Regions from separate parts of the Sus scrofa genome. Here region 1 is linked to region 2. Evidence: chromatin contacts called from public Hi-C data. All regions are on one chromosome and are shown on one strand. The core of a region is the stretch at or near the end of the contact, and the rest is flanking DNA. Distances in the headings are between cores, read along the strand shown.

Evidence for each region. Hi-C and Micro-C count contacts between places; a contact is called where the count stands out from the background.
Region 1: a contact with region 2 is called in a Hi-C map of subcutaneous adipose tissue, with 2.5 times the contacts expected there. The contact joins the promoter of PPP1CA here to the promoter of TMEM134 in region 2. A contact is called at or near these places in 2 of 5 promoter capture datasets (liver and skeletal muscle), 29 of 47 Hi-C or Micro-C datasets (adipose tissue, alveolar macrophages, blood and 13 more) and 2 of 2 datasets of contacts at active chromatin or transcription factors (alveolar macrophages and skeletal muscle).

The regions. Positions count from the first base shown.
Region 1 is chr2:5,118,853-5,121,552 of Sscrofa11.1, reverse strand. It overlaps PPP1CA (protein phosphatase 1 catalytic subunit alpha), which reads right to left and starts at 1,351. Exons shown (of 7, transcript NM_001044559.1): 1 at 1,262-1,351; 2 at 634-765; 3 at 272-502. The coding sequence starts at 1,316.
Region 2 is chr2:5,055,963-5,058,662 of Sscrofa11.1, reverse strand. TMEM134 (transmembrane protein 134) reads right to left here and starts at 1,410. Exons shown (of 7, transcript XM_021082746.1): 1 at 1,129-1,410; 2 at 107-171. The coding sequence starts at 1,302.

The DNA.
Region 1 (2,700 bases), core at 102-2,601, 63 kb before region 2:
GAGTGTCACTGGGCAAGGCCCTTATTAGAATACGGGCAGCCCTGCAGCCAGCACCCATTCACCAGATCCCTCCTGAGTGCCAGGACCCATGCCAGGAGGGCAGGTGGAGAGACCTGAACTGGCCTGGCCCGGCCCTGCCTTCACGGAGCTCAGTCTAGCAGGTATTTGTCAGACACTGATACCCCAGCTGCCAGGCCAACTCGAGGGTCCCTCTGAATGGCCAGGAGAGCCCTTTAGGACCCGGGCAGCCCCAGACACCCATGGCACTTACACTCATCGTAGAAGCCATAGATGCGGTTGATGCTGGCACACTCGTGGTTCCCACGGAGCAGGAAGAAGTTCTCCGGGTACTTGATCTTATAGGCCAGCAGCAGGCAGATGGTCTCCAAAGACTGCTTGCCCCGGTCCACGTAGTCCCCCAGGAACAGGTAGTTGCTCTCTGGAGGGAAGCCGCCGTACTCGAACAGCCGCAGAAGGTCATAGTACTGGCCGTGGATGTCACCTGGGACCCAGGGAACCAGGTCAGGTCTAGGTTCAGTCTAAACCTGAACCCAGGGATAAGGCTGGGATCCAGGGACTTTAGAGGGGCCAAAACCACTTCCAGGAAGCAAAGGGGCTGGGCAGGGGGCTCACCGCAGATCTTGAGGGGTGCCTCCAGCTCCAGAAGGATGGGCTGGCTCAGGAAAATCTCCCGGGATTTGAGGCACAGACCACGGATCTCGTTCTCTGTCAGCTGTACATTCTTTCCAGGCCGCGAGCCCTGCACTGAGGGTGGAAGGAGCGTCAGGACCCTGGTCCCTGAGACTAGGAGAGGGTGGGTGACACACAGGCCCTCATGAGCACTTCTGGGGCGCCTGGGCCCCTCCTTGCCCAGAGGCAGCTGTTGCTGCTGAGCCTCCTGGGACCGGACCCCAACTACCCTCAAGGCACTTGGGAGGGGACTGCTGTGCGCAGGGGCCCTACCACCCAAAGCCTGATAGCGCAGGACCCCTTCCCGGGTGGCTAGGCTTCTCGGGTTTCTCCCTCACCCCAAGAGCCCAGGCCGACCCATGCGCCCCGGCCCTGTTCCAGCGCGGGGAACAACCCCAGACCTCCAGGCGCGCCGCGATTTGGCGGGGAGAGCCACGGCCACGGGACCTCGCGGCCCGTCCCCGCCCAGTCTAAGCTGGCCCTGGGAGGGGCAGGTCCACCCGCGCGCCACTTCCGGGCCGGGAAGGGGGCCAGGGCGCGGCGGGCGCCCACCTCCCCCGCCCCGGCCAACCTTCCAGCAGGCGCCCGATGATAGAGTCCAGGTTGAGCTTCTCGCTGTCGGACATGGCGGCGCCGCCGCTCTGGCCCAGCAGCTCCGGGCCCGCTCCTGCCTCCCACCCTCCCGCTGCCTCCTTCCGGCCTGGCTCTCCTTCCGCCCGGCCCGGCCCGGCCCGCCCCGGCCCGCCGCCCCGCCTCCTCGGCCGCCCGCTCCGCCCCTCGTCGCCCCGCCCCGCCCCGCCCCGTCCGCTGCCCCAGCGCTCTAGCGCCTCCGCCGGACGCCGGGCGCAGAGGCCCAAGCGGCCCGGGGGGCGGGGCCTCAGTCACGGGGCGGGACTCGGACGGAACGCCCATCTCTGGGGCGGAGCCTCTTGGTGGGCGGGGCTTCGAGGGGCGAGGTCGAGTCTAGTTCTGCCTATGAGAAGTTGGCCACCCCTTTCCAGAGAATATGGGACAGGAAGTGCTGTGGAAGTTGTTTTTCTCTTTTAAGGGCTACGCAGTCCTTCTCACCTCCGCCCTGGGCGGGAAGTTGGTGTGAGCTCATCGGTAACTCATTGGGTCTCCCCAAATACTGCCGATCAAGTCCTTGAAGTGCACAGAGATAGCAAAGGGTTGGTCCAAGACCTGGACCTAATTCAAGGGCCTCTACCTCCGGAGTCTCTGTGGCCCCCAGGTGACTGACCAGACCTAGAAACCTGTCACTAAACTCCAAGCCCATTTTGGTCCACAGTGCCTGTGATGCAAGCTGAATTAGCGGTTAATTTTTTTTTTCTTTCTCAGCTGCACGTGGAAGTTCCTGGGCCAGGGACTGAATCCAGGCTGGAGCTGCGACCTATGCCACAGATGCAGCAATGCTGAACCAGCGCCTCTACAGAGACAAGCCATACCACTAATCCGCTGCACCACAGAAAGAACTCCTATCTATGTATTTATTTATTTATTGTCTTTTTGTCCTTTTTAGGACCACACCCACGGCATATGGAGGTTCCCAGGCCAGGAGTCCAATCAGAGCTACAGCTGCCAGCCTACACCACAGCCATAGCAACACCAGATCCTTAACCCACTGAGCGAGGCCAGGGATCAAACCTGAAACTCCATGGTTCCTAGTCCGATTCGTTTCCACTGTACCACGATGGGGAACTCCCTGTTTTTTTTTTTTTTTTTTTATGTTTTATCATTGCCTTTTGAGTAGCATAATTAAGCTACATTGTGCGCATGTGAAAAATGTTATTTCGTGAAGAGCAAACATTCAATAAACCGTAATTCTCAGAGTTCCCATTGTGGCGCAGCGGAAATGAATCCAACTAGGAATCATGAGGTTGCGGGTTTGATCCCTGGCTTTGCTCAGTGGGTTAAGGATCCGGCGCTGCCGTGAGCGGTGGTGTTGGTCACAGACACAGCTCAGATCTGGCGTTGCTGTGGCTATGGCGTAGGCTGGGGGCTAGAGCTCCG
Region 2 (2,700 bases), core at 161-2,660:
CTCTTGTAGGACAGGATATGAGAGCTGAGTAAGGTAAGGAAGAGGACTGAGCGGGGGCCAGGGGCCTGGGCTAGGAGTTCGGGGTGGGTCCCCACCTGGCCCTGACCTGGTGCTGACTCCCCCATCCGGCTCCGGAGAGGCTTGGGCTCCATCCTCATCGTTCTCCAGGTTCTATTTCAGAACACAGGGCCCAGTGGGGTTACGAGGTTCAGGCCTTTCCTCACACCCCTCTGGTGAAGAAGGAAGCCAGCCCACACAGCTGTTTGCCTGGCCGCTTGACAGCTACTCCCTCCGCCCTGCCCTCCCCAGAGAAGAACAACGGGTTTGATGATTCACAGAAACTGAAACCCTGGTAGCAGGTGGGTGCTGGGGGTTTGGCAGGGAGGAGCCCGCAGGGGCTGGTGGAGGGCTCCCAGCATGGGTCCCAGGGCCCAGTGATCTCCCAAGCTTGTGAGTCACGGTGGAGATGTCAGGATGGTATTTCAGGGGTGCAGTATGGCTGCTCTGGATGTGGGGTGCCAGGGCAGGACAAGCCAAAAGTTTCCAGATTTGTGGCACAGCAATCTGGTCCAGGTTTCCAAGAAAAGCATTCTAGAGCTGGTGGAGAGTCTCTGGGAAAACGGGCATTTCCAGTTTAGCGGGAGGCAAGGCATCCGCCAGGACTCATCATGTGAGTGGGGGCCTCGGCTCTGGAGGAGAGGAAGGCACGGGGACTTTCAGAACAGAAGAGGGGGTGCTGGCTCCCTAGATTATCTGGCCTGGGGCTCAGGGGACTGCTCCTGAGTATAGACAAGGTTTGGTTCTGGTACAGAAGAGCTTCCAGTCCTGTAGGGTAAGGGGAGGGAGCGTCAGTACCCAGGATCGGTGGGGCATCCAGGATGGGATCTCTAGCTCGGGGTGGGGTATCAGCTCCCGAATCTGAGTTCTGGGCTCTCCAGTGGTGGCCGGGCACTGAAATCATAGCTACGAAAGTTTGGGCAGGGATCTGGATCAGTGGCCACGTCCGGGAGGCGATCTCCCACTCCGGCTGAGGCCTCTAATCAGATCCTCCCGAGTTGGGATTCTCCGGGGGCCGGCCTGGGGTCCGCCCAGACCCAGGTGTGGGGTGAGGTGGGCCGGGCCCTTCACCTGGTAGCGCAGGCGGGACTGCTTGTCCTCCTCGGCCACCTCGAACCGGGCCCGGCGCTCGAAGTGCAGCGGCCCGAAGCGGGCGACTCCGCCGGACTCGGGGCCGGGGCCCGCGTCCTCCAGGGACAGTTCGAAGGCGTCATCGATGCAGAACTGGGGCCGGGCGGCGCTCATGGCCCCAGCCCGCTCAGGCGCCCAGCGCCGTCGCCATCTGCTCCCGCCGGCCCCGCGTCGCCCAGGCCCCGCCCCCGCGCGCAGACCCCGCCCCGTGCTGTCGTCTAGGTTGCCCGACGGTCCGGCGCCCTGGCCGAGGCCCCGCCCTTCCATAACGGCCCCGCCCTCGGCAGGCTAGAGCTGCCGAGCGCCGAGCTGACTAGTGCGCAGGGCTGCCTCTCGTCCGGACTGGACTCGAGCTGGACTCGCGGCGCCGCCCAGCGGCCGCCTAGGCGAGCGACCGAGGATACGGCTCGGACGCAATCCTGGGCCTGTACGCGGGGCTTGGATGGGCTGCTACGCTCCAGCCTTCCGCATCCCAGCTCGCTCCTCGAGTGCCAAGGCGACTCTTAGGAACGGTTCCCCCACACTTACTCACCATGGCCCTGCTCCGGGGATGATTCTCGCCGCCGTACAGATGTAGCTTGTACTCTCCTCCAATATAGTTTCCACGCAGCAGCAGCTAAAGTGCTCTTTTAGACATAATGGATCCTTAGTTAGTCTTAAATAAAACTTTTTTTTTTTATTTTTTAAAGCATGCTGCCAAGTCACTCCTCTGCATAAAACCATCCCTTGGTTTTTCACTGTGGTTAGAATAGTATCTGAACTCTTGGAGGTCCCATTGTGGCACAGAGGAAAGGAAGCCGACTAGGAACCATGAGGTTGAAGTTCGCTCCCTGGCATCGCTCAGTGGTTTAAGGATCCAGTGTTGCCGTGATCTGTGGTGTAGGTTGCAGACGCAGGTTGGATCTGGTGTGGCTGTGACTGTGGCATAGGCTAGCAGTTACAGCTCAGATTCGACCCCTAGCCTGGGAACCTCCATATACCCTGGGTGTGGCCCTAAAAAGCAAAAATAAAGTCAGTTTCACGGAGTTCCCTTTGTGGTTCAGCAGTTAAACGGACTAGTAGCCATGAGGACTCAGGTTCAATCCCTGGCCTCACTTAGTGGGTTAAGGACCTGGTGAGCTGTGGTGTAGCTCGCATATGTGACTGGGACTGGTGTGGCTGTGGCTGTGGCTGTGGCCGGCAGCTACAGCTCCAGTTTGACCCCTAGCTTGGGAACTTCCACATGCTGTGGGTACAACCCTAAAAAGACAAAAAAGTAAATAAAGTCAACTTCATATCACACAGCACTTACCAGAAATTTATTTTATTTTTGTTTTTAGGGCTGTACCTGTGGCATATGGAAGTTCCCAGGCTAGGAGTGGAATCAGAGCCGCAGCTGCCAGGCTATACCACGGCCACAGCAACGCTGAATCCAGCTGCATCTGTGACCTACACCATAGGTTGCAGCAATACTGGGTCCCTAACCCACTGAGGCAGGCCAGGGATATAACCCATATTCTCATGGATACTAGT